4 separate regions of the Mus musculus genome follow, and all the other regions are linked to region 4. Evidence: chromatin contacts called from public HiChIP or PLAC-seq data. All regions are on one chromosome and are shown on one strand. The core of a region is the stretch at or near the end of the contact, and the rest is flanking DNA. Distances in the headings are between cores, read along the strand shown.

The links. HiChIP or PLAC-seq counts read pairs in DNA pulled down with a chosen protein or histone mark.
Region 1: an H3K27ac HiChIP or PLAC-seq map of VIP interneurons shows a contact between it and region 4, with 11 times the contacts expected there. The contact joins the enhancer-like site here to the promoter of Pam in region 4. A contact is called at or near these places in 1 of 39 promoter capture datasets (hippocampal neurons), 1 of 484 Hi-C or Micro-C datasets (cortical neurons), 7 of 115 datasets of contacts at active chromatin or transcription factors (VIP interneurons, astrocytes, embryonic basal ganglia and 4 more) and 1 of 9 other capture datasets (pancreatic islet).
Region 2: a contact with region 4 is called in a FOXA1 HiChIP or PLAC-seq map of pancreatic cancer cells. The contact joins the enhancer-like site here to the promoter of Pam in region 4. A contact is called at or near these places in 3 of 484 Hi-C or Micro-C datasets (the N1E-115 cell line, embryonic fibroblasts and nephron progenitors), 6 of 115 datasets of contacts at active chromatin or transcription factors (astrocytes, bone marrow-derived macrophages, embryonic stem cells and 3 more) and 2 of 9 other capture datasets (adipose tissue and liver).
Region 3: a contact with region 4 is called in an H3K4me3 HiChIP or PLAC-seq map of bone marrow-derived macrophages, with 2.4 times the contacts expected there. The contact joins the enhancer-like site here to the promoter of Pam in region 4. A contact is called at or near these places in 2 of 484 Hi-C or Micro-C datasets (the N1E-115 cell line and nephron progenitors), 4 of 115 datasets of contacts at active chromatin or transcription factors (astrocytes, bone marrow-derived macrophages and fibro-adipogenic progenitors) and 2 of 9 other capture datasets (adipose tissue and liver).

The regions. Positions count from the first base shown.
Region 1 is chr1:98,348,622-98,352,015 of GRCm38.p6, reverse strand. No RefSeq gene overlaps it. Among named protein-coding and RNA genes, the nearest start is that of Slco6d1, 71 kb to the left of the region's middle. Within about 2 kb of position 1,820, at least 15 of the 459 cell types and tissues checked have an H3K27ac peak or open chromatin away from gene starts, as enhancers often do. A contact at or near this core is called in VIP interneurons, cortical neurons and heart atrium, where this site is marked.
Region 2 is chr1:97,917,018-97,920,485 of GRCm38.p6, reverse strand. The region is part of intron 7 of Pam (peptidylglycine alpha-amidating monooxygenase); the gene reads left to right. All of the region lies in intron 1 of Gm31771 (a long non-coding RNA gene), which reads right to left. Among named protein-coding and RNA genes, the nearest start is that of Gm31771, 7.6 kb to the right of the region's middle. Within about 2 kb of position 1,820, at least 44 of the 459 cell types and tissues checked have an H3K27ac peak or open chromatin away from gene starts, as enhancers often do. A contact at or near this core is called in pancreatic cancer cells, where this site is marked.
Region 3 is chr1:97,933,540-97,936,804 of GRCm38.p6, reverse strand. It overlaps Pam (peptidylglycine alpha-amidating monooxygenase), which reads left to right. Exons shown (of 26, transcript NM_001357127.1): 5 at 2,067-2,154. Among named protein-coding and RNA genes, the nearest start is that of Gm31771, 24 kb to the right of the region's middle. Within about 2 kb of position 1,659, at least 5 of the 459 cell types and tissues checked have an H3K27ac peak or open chromatin away from gene starts, as enhancers often do. A contact at or near this core is called in bone marrow-derived macrophages, where this site is marked.
Region 4 is chr1:98,093,784-98,097,308 of GRCm38.p6, reverse strand. It overlaps Pam (peptidylglycine alpha-amidating monooxygenase), which reads left to right and starts at 1,663. Exons shown (of 26, transcript NM_001357127.1): 1 at 1,663-1,824.

The DNA of each region.
Region 1 (3,394 bases), core at 571-3,070, 250 kb before region 4:
ATTAGAACTTGATAATCAATATCATCTGTCTGTCATTGATGCTTTTAACAATAATTTCTTTTTTGTTGCCTTGAAATATTTATTTATTTATTTATTTATTTATTTGCATTTCAGATGTTAGCCACTTTCCTGGTTTTCCCTCCACAACCCCCCTATCTCATCCCCCCCCTCCACCTGCTTCTATGAGGGTGCTCCCCACCCACCCACTCACCTCCAACTCACCACCCTAGCATTCTCCTACACTGGGCATCGAGCCTCCATGGGAGCAACCAATAATTAGAGGGGGTCAACTATTACTCACTAAAGGCTGCATAATGTGTTGGTCTGTGGGATGTCACATAGTATTCATAGTCTTGTGTGATGAGTACTATGTCTCTCTCTCTTTCTCTCTCTCTCTCTCTCTCTCTCTCTCTCTCTGTGTGTGTGTGCGTGTGTGTGTGAGTGTGTGTGTGAGTGAGTGAGTACATGTGAGAGAGAATTTGTGTGAATGTGGGTGTGGGGGATATGTGGGTGTGAGTGTGTGAGGATGTTGCTGTCTTTTGATATGCAAATGTGCATTCGTGCAGAGAAATTACTGAGAATGTGAGTAAAGATGATCCAGGAATAGACCTGTAAAGAAATTCTTAATTATGAAACTATTAAAATATTTTAGCTAGGAGGTATTGCAGCTGATTAGCTCTTTAGGAATTCCATTTTGGTTAAAACCTCTTCTTACGAGGGCTATAAGGAAAAAAAGAATTCTTCATTTTGATGTAATTCAAAATTTATTAAACATTGTCTTTTAGCCAGATGTATATTGTTTCCCTTGAGAATGATAAAAATCACTAAAATAAAAAAATAACAGGGACTAGGTCTGTTGCCTGGAAACACTTCACATTTGATAACCTCTCTTAAAATGTACCTTAGTCTTTATAAAATAGAAAAGCTAGATAGGAGGGGAAGGATATACAGAGAAGTAATACAGGTTTCTGCTGATACTGGTTTCTAGTTTCAGCCCTGTTAAATTCAAAGTCTCCTGCATAGAAAATGCAAGGAAAAGAAGCACAAAGTCTAGGTTTCTGCCCTTCAAACACAAATGAATTCCATAGGTCAGGAAAGTTTACACTGAATCAACCAAAGCATAGCTAATAAGGAAGTAGATTTGTTTTTCATCCACAGGACGAGTCCTCGATTCCACAGGTGGGTCTGATTTCTTTTTTGTGACTATAGTATAAATAATAGCCTCAAATACCAGGAAATTGCTTTGCATAACTGCCTAAGACAAAACTGGATCCCTGGTTTTGCATATTTTCTCAACCATTCTCAATGCAAACATAATTTGGATTGAAAATTTTGTTACTAAATAATTGAATCTAGAGAGACCCATTCCAAAATGTTCATTGGTGTCTTAAATATGTACTTTTTTTTCTTTTGCTTAGTGATTATATCAGCCAGTTTATTTGAAATCATGACGCCATTGAAGATACTAACAATGGAAGAAGGAAATAAAATTCTAGAAATACCTTCTAGGTATTAATGCGATGATTTTGTACCACCAGATGGCGGTATTTAGTTTTGAAACCATATTCGCCATACCACAGCCAAGTATTTAAAGCAGTTCAATATGAATGAATAACCTTGTCTTAGACAAAAGAACCATCACCAGAAGAGTCTAATGTCTTTTCTTTGTTCTAGTATCATCCATCTGTGCAAGCTGTCCCTTCCTTTGAAATACACGAAAAATTAACTATGTACAAAACCCACACTGGAGCTACAAGACAGAATGGGACTACAAGTGCCTGTATTTGGCAACAGATGGTTTGAAACTGAATACAATAATCAATAATGATGATGCCTTGACTACATGAGCAGCTGTCCTCCCCACAGCTCAAGAGCCTCTCATCATCCCTCTCCTGCCCCAACAGACAGTTATATCACCTAGAGAATGTTCCTTTGTCTCTTTCCTTTCTTTTCCTTTACTTTTGATTTTGCTTCTCATCTCCAGATAATAATCAACCTTCCTGACACAAGAGAGCAACACTTTTGCTTGTTCTCACACCTATACAAATACTCTGCAAACTGTTTTAAGCCTCTCATACCATAAGCACATAAACTTGATGATGGAATAGGTAGACTGAAGATCATTGAAATACCTGTTCAAGAAATTTTGTCTCAAGAATACTTATCTGTGTATGGCCTTAGAACAGGATGAGCTCTTTATATAAGCTTTGACTTAGAAGGAAAGGTGTTTGATTATTAAAGAATACTTGAATTTTTCTCTCAACTGATTACTAATTTCTTACTCAAGCCTTAAATCTTCTGATTAGTTATTTGTTTCTTTAGGAAATAATAGACTTTGTAAGTACAGTTTACAAATGTTAATCTAAAGAAATGTTTAATTTTCAAGTCTGTCTATTTCTGACATTTCATTAATTTGGGAGGAGGGGAGAGTGTCTTATTGCACATGTCATAGTGTATGTATGGAAGTCAGATGGCAACTTGTAGGAATTGGTTTGTCCTACATATCCTCCACATAAGCTCTCCAGGTGGAGGTCAGCTCTAATGGCAATCACATTTACCCACTGGGACATTATTTATTAATTAACTGCCATGGAATAGAAATGTATCTGCTTAGTAAATGACAATTTCTTCTTTGTTTATTAGATATTTTCTTTATTTACATTTCAAATGTTATCCCATTTTCTAGTCTCCCCTCCAAAAATCCCCCTATCCTCCTCTCTTCCCCCTGCTCCCTGCACCCACTCCTGCTTCCTGGCCCAAACATTTCCCTATACAGGGGCATAGAACATTCATAGGACCAAGGGCCTCTCCTCCCATCGATGACCAACTAGGCCATCCTCAGCTACATATGCAGCTAGAGCCATGAGTATCTCTGTGTGTTTTCTTTGATTGGTGGTTTAGTCCCAGGGAGCTCTGGGGTTACTGGTTAGGTATTATTGTTGTTCCTCATACACGGCTGCAAACCCTTTCACCTCATTGGGTACTTTCTCTAGCTCCTTTATTGGGGACTTTGTGCTTCCTTTAATGGGTGAGTATGAGCATCCATTTCTGTATTAGTCAGACACTGGCAGAGCCTCTCGGGAGACATCTATATAAGTCTCCTGCCAGCAAGCTCTTGTTGGCATCTGCAATAGTGTCAGGGTTTGGTGGTTGTTTATGGTATGGATTCCTAGGTGAGGCAGTATTTGGATGGTCATGCATTCAGTCTCTGCTCCCAAATTTTTCTCTGTAACTCTTTCAATGGGTATTTTGTTCCACCTTCTAAAAAGGATCAAAGTTTCCACACTTTGGTCTTCCTTCTTCTTGAGTTTCATATATTTTGCAAATTGTATCTTGGGTATTCTGACCTTCTGAGCTAATATCCACTTATCAGTTAGTGCATAATATGTGTGTT
Region 2 (3,468 bases), core at 571-3,070, 180 kb after region 4:
ACTCAAGACTATCAGACTTTGGTAACCACAGTGCAGTTTAGGAGGCTTTAGAAACTAATATACTGTTTTGAAAAGCACTTTTTCCATTTCCTAAAAACATCTCATTTAGAAGTAGAACTTTTCTAAATGATTAGACATTTTTAAAATGAGGTTCAAATTTTACCATTAAAAACTGTTAATATGAAAAACTGACAATTAGCCATATAAAAGTAAATAACATTTAAACAGACTATATAGACTTTATGTCTGCTTATGTGTTTAGGAGGATTGTAAGGAACAAAGGAGACTATAATAAGAATAGGTTGCCTTTACAAAGAAAAGGCTTTGTAAATTACACCAAGTTTTGAAAAAAAATGATAATCGCTGTCTTTACAATACAATTTTCATTCCAAAAAAGAATCAGCATATTTCTCCTAAGGCTGTGCTCCTGAATGCTCTGTGCCCCCACCACATCAGCTGTCTGTCAGCAGGTCTTTGTGCACGCGGATGGACTCAGGCCCATATGAATTCCCCAAGGAGTCATTTATGTTGAACTAGGTTCTATGTAGGGTCTTTTACTTCTCTCCATAAACAATCAGAAGAGGAGAAAACAACATCCTCTGTTTATTAAAGCACATTAAGTACAGGTGTTATGTCTGTGTAACTGTGCATACAAGTACACTAGTGTACACAGTGTCAGTACTTGGATACACTAGTGTATACAGTGTCAGTACTTGGATACACTAGTGTACACAGTGTCAGTACTTGGATACACTAGTGTACACATTGTCAGTACTTGGATACACTAGTGTATACAGTGTCAGTACTTGGATACACTAGTGTACACAGTGTCAGTACTTGGATACACTAGTGTACACAGTGTCAGTACTTGGATACACTAGTGTACACAGTGTCAGTACTTGGATACACTAGTGTACACAGTGTCAGTACTTGGATACACTAGTGTACACAGTGTCAGTACTTGGATACACTAGTGTACACAGTGTCAGTACTTGGATACACTAGTGTACACAGTGTCAGTACTTGGATACACTAGTGTACACAGTGTCAGTACTTGGATACCAATGAAGTCAGTGAAGACTTTACCTTTGTAACATAAAAACTAGGCATATTTTATGTATATAAGTGATATGAACTCTCATGTATCACCCAGGAAATTTCTGTTTCCTACTGAAAAGTGGGAACATATTTGGCTTAAGTGAGTATTTTTCCATTTACAGAATTGACTTGTTTAAACAACAACAACAACAACAACAACAACAACAACAACAAAATAGGGCTGGAGAGATGGCTCAGTGCTTAAGAGCACTGACTGCTTTTCCAGAGGTCCTGAGTTCAATTCCCAGCAACCACATGGTGGCTCACAACCACCTGTAATGGGATAGGATGCCCTCTTCTGGTGTGTCTCAAGATAGCAACAGTGTACTCATATACATAAAATAAATCTTTAAAAAAAAAAACTATTTCAAAAAAAAGCAAAAAAAAAAAAAAAAAAAAAGCAAAACAAACAAAAAAACCTCCCTCAATGCAGGTGAAGTGCCTCCTTAAACTTGTGGGATCCTAGACAATCAGAGAATATAACCTTGAAGCCAGAAAGTCTGGGACTGTGATCTCTAGCAGTAGGGAAAAAGACAGGCTGTGAGCTCTGTGAGAGTATACACAATGGTTGTGTGCTTTGTAAATTACACCAAATATGAAGCGGTAAACACTCCATCTAAAAACAGCTGGCTTTTTTAAATGCCACTCACAGGCAGGCCTGTGCTGAAGCAGGATGTGCCGCCCTTCCTGCCAGCCAGTGTTTACTCTAGCACTAGTGCAAACACAGAAGTGTGTGCGCAGGAGGCCGCAGACTTCTCGGATGAGCACTCACTCCACCTTAGCTGCGTTCATTACAGTCCATAGAAACAAGGGGATACAGAATCTTTGGCTATAACTGTCCACAATGTAGAAGGGACACGTGCTATTTTTCAAGGGTCTAGACACATATACGGCACTCACTGTCCATCAGTGTTGTAAGCGATGTTCCTCCTGTGTGGTGGTTTCTGATCCCTGAGCAGCTTTGATTATTTACAGTTCAGCTGTGCACATCAGTCACTGTTGTGAGACATGTACTAATGATGCAGTGTTTCCTGTTTCACAGTCCTCAAAAGTACACCTGGACTTCCTACAGTTTAGCATGGTCTTGAGAGTATAGGTAAAGATTCGTTTTCCTGAGAGTGACGTGAGCTAATTCCTATATGCTAAATTAAAGAAATTAAATCTAGAAATCTTTTTAACTCTTCTTAATGTGAACCCTAAAAAAAAAAGTTTCTAAATTTCTGACTTATATGAGTAAAATTGGATCATACAACTTTCATGAGAGCACTTCAGGAATCATCATTCATTTATTTTTTTTCCCGCCTTTTATTGATTCTTTCTAAATTTCACATCATGCACTCAAGTCCCACTCATCTCTCCATTCCTTCATATTTACCCTCTACCTTTGCCAATTCCACCCCAAAGAAAATAAAAATATTTTTTAAAATCTCACCTATAAGCTACAGTGTATCATGGTGTGATCATTTTAAAATAGCAACATTTTCTAGAAAGCCCAAGTTTCAGCCCACTAAATACTATAAAACATTTTACATAGGGACCCTGAGAAAGCTCAGCATGTAGGAGCCTGTGCTGCCCTGGCAGAGACATGTAGATCTGTTCCCAGCATCAACATCAGGCAGCTTACAGTAGCCTGTAACTCTGTATTCAGCCTGACCTCTAAGGCATCTGTTTCATGTGCAAAGAGAAACAAGCACGCAATGTAATTAGGTAAAATTTTAAGTTAAAAAAAAATTGGCTAGATGTCATCACAGAATATATGATGTGTTTTTGAAGTTAAATCAGATATGGTGTGTCATATGCCTACTGTAAATGCCAATATGAAGCCTATTGACCATAACTGTTAACTCAAAATCTTCTTACCCACTCTGTACTTTTCTTCATGATTTTGGTGTAGCTTGCCAAACAGTAACTCTTGTGCTATGACAGTACAGAGGCTTTTGCCATGGATCTGGGCATATTGATGGAGTCTACTTGCTTCCCTCTTCCTTTGTTGTCAAACTACAACTTAAATGCTTATGTCATTTCCAATAATGCATTCCATGCAGGCAAAGATTAAGTACATGTCTTTATGTAATTTCCTGTAAAATAAAAGTATGTGCAAATAAAAGAATAGTTAAAAGAATAATTACATTACCTAATAATGTAAGCAGGTAAACGAGGGGACTGTAAAACAACCATGATCATGCCTACTTTATTATTTTAGTATAGTGTGTCTCTCTCTCAGGGTAGATGCATGTGATTGCAGCTGCCTTTGGAGGCCAGCAGAGAGCATTGGGTCCCTGTGAGGCACTCAATATGCTGAGAACCAAACTGGGGTACCCTGCAAGAGCAGCTCATGCTGTCACCCACTGAGCCATCCCTCTGGGCCCC
Region 3 (3,265 bases), core at 410-2,909, 160 kb after region 4:
ACAAAAGTGGAGGCTGGAGAAATGGGTCAACAGTGAGGAACACTTCTTGTTCTTTCCAAGGATCTGAGTTCCATTCTCAGCTCCCACAATGGGGCAGTTTACAACCGCCTGTGACTGTAACTACTGATCTTTGTAGGCAATTGAAAACGTGTGTCCTATTTACACAGACACACATAAATAAAAATAAAAAATGGACCTTGAATGATTCTTTGGAGGTTCTAGCAAGGGACCAAGTTACTCATATACTCTTGAGCAAAGACTGGTCCTCCTTTATTCTAGAGCAAGCAGCTTCAGCAGTGAGCAGAGAGGGAGGAAGTGGATACACACCTAGCCAACCAAATCAGCTGAAGTGACGCTGGTGATTCATGGGTTGACAGATGTCACAGTGAAGTCACTGTCACATCCTTTTCCCTCTTCTCTTGCTAACAAATTTTGAGTTTCTATGAATTATTAGCTGTTGTAACTTTCAGTTTACTCTTTACTTCCAAAGCAGCGTCCATCTCCTTGGTCCACTGTATTCTTTGTTTGAGAAAACAGATCCTCAGGTTATAGTAAGTCTGTCTTCCAGTCATCCTCTTTGTTAGCCTCATAAGTGGTGGCATTTGAGCTCTTATTTTCAGTGCAGTAACTGAAAAGCTTCTGGTTTGCTGTGAAAACTGCAGGTTAGGTTGGCAGAGAGCATGCTTGCTAAATTGCCATCTCCACAAGTCCCATGCCACAATTGGATATAGAATGTTTCCATTTAATAATACTCATGTCTTACTATGCTTTTGAATGACAAATGATGCTTCATTAATTTTGTCTAGGAGCCAGACAAAAGTGGGCAAAAGGTGCCCTAAGACACACATGATATTAGCTTAGCATTTTTGTATGCACTGGAGACACATAAACTTTTTTTTAAAGCTGGAGGTATTTTTTTTTCATTTCAGTTTGCAGTGAACTGTACTCTGAGATATAATTAGAAAAATATGCAGATATATTTCATATATCTACATCACAGGTAGCACTTTCAGTGAGGACAAAAAGGGACAAAAATCCCATCCATGAAAGGGAGGCTAAGCTTAATATCAACCATTGCTAATACAACCATGAAATTTACTTGTGTGTTCTGCATTGGTTTTTGCTTATTGTAGTATCTTCCATGCTGGTTTTGAGAGGAAAGGAGGATTGGGTTGCTAATAGGTGCTAGTATTTTTCACAAGTGCACTTCTGTTTTTCTAAAGATACATTTGCACATATGTTTTCCTTTCTGGGGAAATCTCTCTCTCTCTCTCTCTCTCTCTCTCTCTCTCTCTCTCTCTCTCTCCCTCTCTCTCTCTCTCTCTCTCTCTCTCTCTCTCTCTCTCTCTCTCTCTCTCAGGATTGGGTTGCTAATAGGTGCTAGTATTTTTCACAAGTGCACTTCTGTTTTTCTAAAGATACATTTGCACATATGTTTTCCTTTCTGGGGAAATCTCTCTCTCTCTCTCTCTCTCTCTCTCTCTCTCTGTGTGTGTGTGTGTGTGTGTGTGTGTGTGTGCACATGCACAGGCATATATGCATGCACTCCATGTGCTCAATGACTGCCATTGTGATTTAAGGTGATATAGATATGTTGTGAATCCTTCTGCTCATGTTTTGACCACTTGCTGTGACTTCTGTTTTACTGCATCATTGTGCAATGTTTTCTGGTACACAGCACTCTGCTTAAAGTGGGAAGGAAATCTATGGTGAATAAATAGCCTGGAGCTTTCACATCATACCCTTATAATGCATTCACCACATTAAAAGGGACAGTTCATTTTTAAATGTGTGTGTGTGTGTGTGTGTGTGTGTGTGTGTGTGTGTTAATAGCAGTCATCACTAGCCTGTTAATATTTTCTTTTTTCATACACAATAGTTTACTGTATTCCTAAATCAAATTATTAACTCATACTCACCTTAAGATATTGGGGCATTTTATCATGAAAGCATCAAAGCATATTTTTAAACAGATATTCGAGCTGTTGAAAGATGTGGTCTCCTCTGACATTGCCACATACGCATATAGCTTGTAGTCACATTTGTGTATTGTTTTCTCCTGACAGTTGACTTCAAGCCTCGGGCCAGCATGGACACTGTCCACCATATGCTGCTGTTTGGATGCAACATGCCCTCATCCACTGGGAGTTACTGGTAAGGATTGGCCGGCTCGCAGTAGAAACCTGTACCACATGTATTTATGTAAGGATTTTACAGGTGACAATAGGCACATAACGGTGCTCACTGACATCCTGTGGTTATCGTAATTATTTAGTCCCCTGTTCAGCATCAGCCTTAGTCACTGATTAAATGCTCATACAAAGTGAATTCAGATTATTGATATTCTGACATCAGTTTTTGTACAATTCACGTTTCCACCCAAAAAACACTGCAGTTCTGTTCATCCAAGGTTCTTTGGTCCCATTGGCTGTGCGAAGTTATCTGTAGGCATCATTTTATTTATCCTACTGCCTCTTTAAAGCAAGCATTTCTACATTTTACAGACAAGAAGCCAGAAGCTCAGGTGTACTAACTTATTCAAAGGATCAGCTATCTGGACACAAGCCATACATTAATATGTCTGATTCCAAAGTCCAAATATTTTCAATTTAACCATATTGTCCAGTGTTTATTTAAGTAACTATTACAGTTTTGGGAATGATTTTAATCATTTCTTTGAGCTTTCTATTGTGCCATGACTAATCAATAAACCATTCTTAAATGTCTATTCTAGAGTGGCAGAGGATGATGTGGGGGCAGTTCAATGATAAATGTGTTTTCTACACCCAGAAATGTATTCTATAATTATTATGTCTTGAAATTTCCCCTCTCATTGTGTTCTTCAGTGTCACTGAAGATCTGTAAAATCTGAAAAAAAATACCAATATATTCTAAGCTTCCTGCTTTTCACTGACACGTGGAACCATTGTCAAATATTTAGCAGTCCAGAATGACCGGCATGTCATGCCATGCACCATGAAGCAATGTTTTGATATCCTGCTCCTACATAATCATGTAGAGCAACATCTCAGTGTATCCTAATATTAATTAGTGTGATGAGAGGCTTGCAGCAACTGCTTTCTAGTCATTTCTATAATAAACAATTGCAATATGTATTTGAAACTGGGAAAAGCATGGGGCAATTAGTGGAAATCTCCATAGACCAAGTGCCATCAAAGCATTTGTTAATAGGCTTACGTTATTTGATGTAATGGGCATACCACATAGGAACCAACCTCATGTGACTAGGTTTATATAAAAATGG
Region 4 (3,525 bases), core at 414-2,913:
CACACACACACACACACACACACACACACACACACACACACCTGTGAACAAGAAATTTTCTTGGGATCAGAAGGTATTGTATTAAAAAAAAAAAAAAGTCCACTACAGCCTGAGAACACTAAATCAAGTTTTCTTCTCTCACAAAAAATTAACCATTTGTTTATTTGTTTGTATTGGAGAAGGCACATATATCTATGAATGTGCATACAGAGAGCACAGAAGAGTGGCTATCTCAATGACACCTTGCTTCAAAAAGGGTTTTAAGAGCTTGTTTCATTTAGACCAGGGTAAAGAAATGACTTAGGAGCAATGCCAAAGATCAGCCCTAGTGTGTGTCGCCCTCATCAGTAAACTGAATCTGTTTCTGACGTCTTTTTATGACATTTAGTTTCTACAAAGAATTTCTTATCTCTACCTGAGAACCTAGGGTCAAAGGCTTTCCCTGGAATTTGGGTTGAGAAATAAAAGCTCAGACTGGCCTGGTCAACCTGATTTATCTCTGGCTCACCACTGCTGCCTGATAAGCTGTGATAGTCACTGAAGTAGTTTCCCTATGGAGAAATGGATTTTCTTTCTGGGAATTCCCCTGTGGCTTGAGAGCATAGCCTCCTTCACCCTAGCTCCCCCTTTCCACTGCATTTTCTTCATCTCATTCCAGGGACTTCTTCCACATCTTCAGTGACCTTCTTCCAATATCCCCCAATCCTGCCAAACAGAACTTCATAGATGGAGGCAGAGAGGAGCTCCTTGAAAAGACCAGCACTTGGTTGCAGAGCCACAGTAGCACAGGGATCTGCTGCGACAATAAGATTAAATAAAAGATATGGTGGAACTCTGGAGAAAGAAGCAGAGGACTTTGCACAGCAAGGGCACCATGAATACTCCAAAAGTCACTACACAAGGGGAGATTTAAATACCTGTTTCTATTAAAAGCTCTTCAATTGTGTGTGTGTGTGCGTGGGGGGGGGGGTGTGCAGATAGTAACGCGCAGTGACCAAACCTCTACCACACAACACTTCTGGCTTTTACTCATCCTGTCCTATTTCTCTTGCTTTAGGGCGATGCCGGGATGGGACTGGTCTGGTTGTCTTGTGTGCCAAAGCTGAGTGCTCCTCAGAAGCAGAAAGGGACAGCAGGTGGAGGTGGGAAGTCAGGAAAGGCAAACCTCTGGTCTTGGGGTTCTGGCCAGGAAACCGCATGCAACCTGTGTGTGGTTCGAATTCAGGGACCTGGCTGCAGGAGGTGACTTCGAATGGAATTACACCTCAGCTAAGGGTTCGAAACCAGCATCTTCTCTCCGGGTGCAGACCACCTGGCAGAGCCCCAGCCCAAAGGGCGCTGAGGAGGAAGGAGGTCCCTCACCCCCTCGGGAAGCAGCCCCCTATCCAACTCAGATCTCGTCCTCTACCTCTTTCCACGCAGCTGGCGCGGTCACCGCGCGGGGCTGGCCAGAAAGGACCCGGGACTCCGCCGCGTCCCAGAGACTATCGGGCCCTGGCCTTCTCCACGCTCCCCAGAGACCTTGGGACAGTGGCCACCCTCCGACCCGCCCGGGACTCCAAGCACCCGCCGCGCGCTCCCCGGGAGCGGGGAAGCCAAAGCCGGGCTCTGAGGGCTGGAGGCGGAGCCGAGGCGGGAGCCGCCCCGGGGGAGGGAGCGGGCGGTCCCGGAGCCCAGCGCGCGGCCCGGGAAGGAAGGAGGCCAGCAGCGGCCGCGGCCGCGTGCTCAGCCTGTCCCCGCCCTGGGACCCGGAGCCTCCAACTAACTCCGCCCGCCGCCCGCGGGCTCCCGCTTCCGTCCCGGGAAGAGCCTGCGGCCGCGCAGGTTAGTGTGGCCGGCGCCGGGCGCGGCGGGGAGAGGGTCGGGCGCGGGGCGGGGCGCGGAAGTTGGGCAGAGGCGGGGCGGGGAGCGGGCTGCTGGTCCCTTGGCTTCCTGGCGCAGGGACCCGGTGGGTTTCCTCCGGCGCGGCCGGGGTCCTGGCATCCGGCGTCCGAGCCTTCCTGGCATTCCCAAGTGCTGGGGTTGTCAGCACCACCGCGTTCTTCACCGGTGCTGTGCCCACTGTGGCACTTTAACTGCGCCCTCGCCTTTCTGGGCGCGTTTGTTCATTCGCCTTGGGTTTTTTGTGCCCCCCTTTTGGACAACTCTAAGTGGCGGTTGCGAAGCCCCGCGGGACCCCGAGTGGATCCTTAGGACTAGTTTGAGCGTTAGTAGGGGCCGCGCAGATTGACAGCTACGGACGTGGAATACCGACTGAGGCGCTTGAAGTGCTGGCAAGTGCCTGGAAGCATGGAAATTCCCCATCCTCATCGCCAGCCCAGCTCTGCTGTCTCCCCGCGGTTTTCTGCCAGCTTTAGAGTGTGTGTAATCCTCCAGGGAAGGGTGATTGCTCTGTCAGGCAGGATGGACAGTACCCACTACTTCCTATATTCACTAAATCTGGTTGGGTCACCTCATCTGTGTGGCCTTGGTACTCTCTTCCATCAGAATCTTTGTTGACCTGGACAAATACGCGTTGTTCTGTTGGCTGCTTAGAGCTTGCTGGGACGATTTTAGAGGGCTGTGTGGTGGTTTTGAGCCAAAGTCTTAGGCTGAAGCTCTGTGCTAGTGGGTCCCTGACCTGAGTTTGGTCCTAAAGCTGAGATTTGGTGACTTAAAGATGAATTTGGCCTGGAGCTCTTTAAGTCTGAGAGGGACAGCACCGCATTTTCTGGAACTGGTTAACAGAGCTGAAACTGTCCTTTATCCAGCAAACCCTATGTCTAAGCTATGGATCTCTGTTCCCATGGTTATAGAAATTCAACTACCATGAAGATCCTACTGGCCCCAGTCTTAGAGACAAGAACTTTTGCTTCAGATGTTTTGTTGTCTCTACAGTCTTGTTTCCATCCTACAAGTAAAATTAATTTGGGGGGGGGGGGACCTTCTTCTTTGTAAAGTGAATTCAGAAACTTAGTTGATAATCACAGACACAAGAGACATCGTTTAATGTCTTCTAACTACCTTATAAGGAAAACCGCCAAGAAAATCAGCTTTATACTCTGTATTAAATGGCTAAGGCCTGTCATTCTTATAGCCTAAATTTAATAGACATTTTCATGAGTCCCTGTATTATGCAATGCAAGTCTGCTGGGTGCTTTATAGAGCAAGACATGGAATATATTTCTTGCCCTTAAGGGCTTTCTAAACTAATTTAGTGACACCTATATCTTTATATGGACATCAAACATATTCTAACAGCAATACGTGGCTTGTAGAAAGTGTCAAGAAAGCTGTATATAAGCCCTTGTAGGTCATAATTTTGTGAGGCTGCCTCACAGAATGGAGTAAATACCAGGTTCACTAAGAATGTACTTTCTAAAACTAATGTCTCAAATGCCCAGGTTTCATCAAATAGACGCACATTTGGAAATAACTATTTTAGAGCAAAAGCAGCCAGTAAGACAGTGGTCCTAATGCCGGGACCCTTTAATATAGTTTCTCACATTGTGGTGACCCCAACCATAGAATTATTTTTTCTTTATA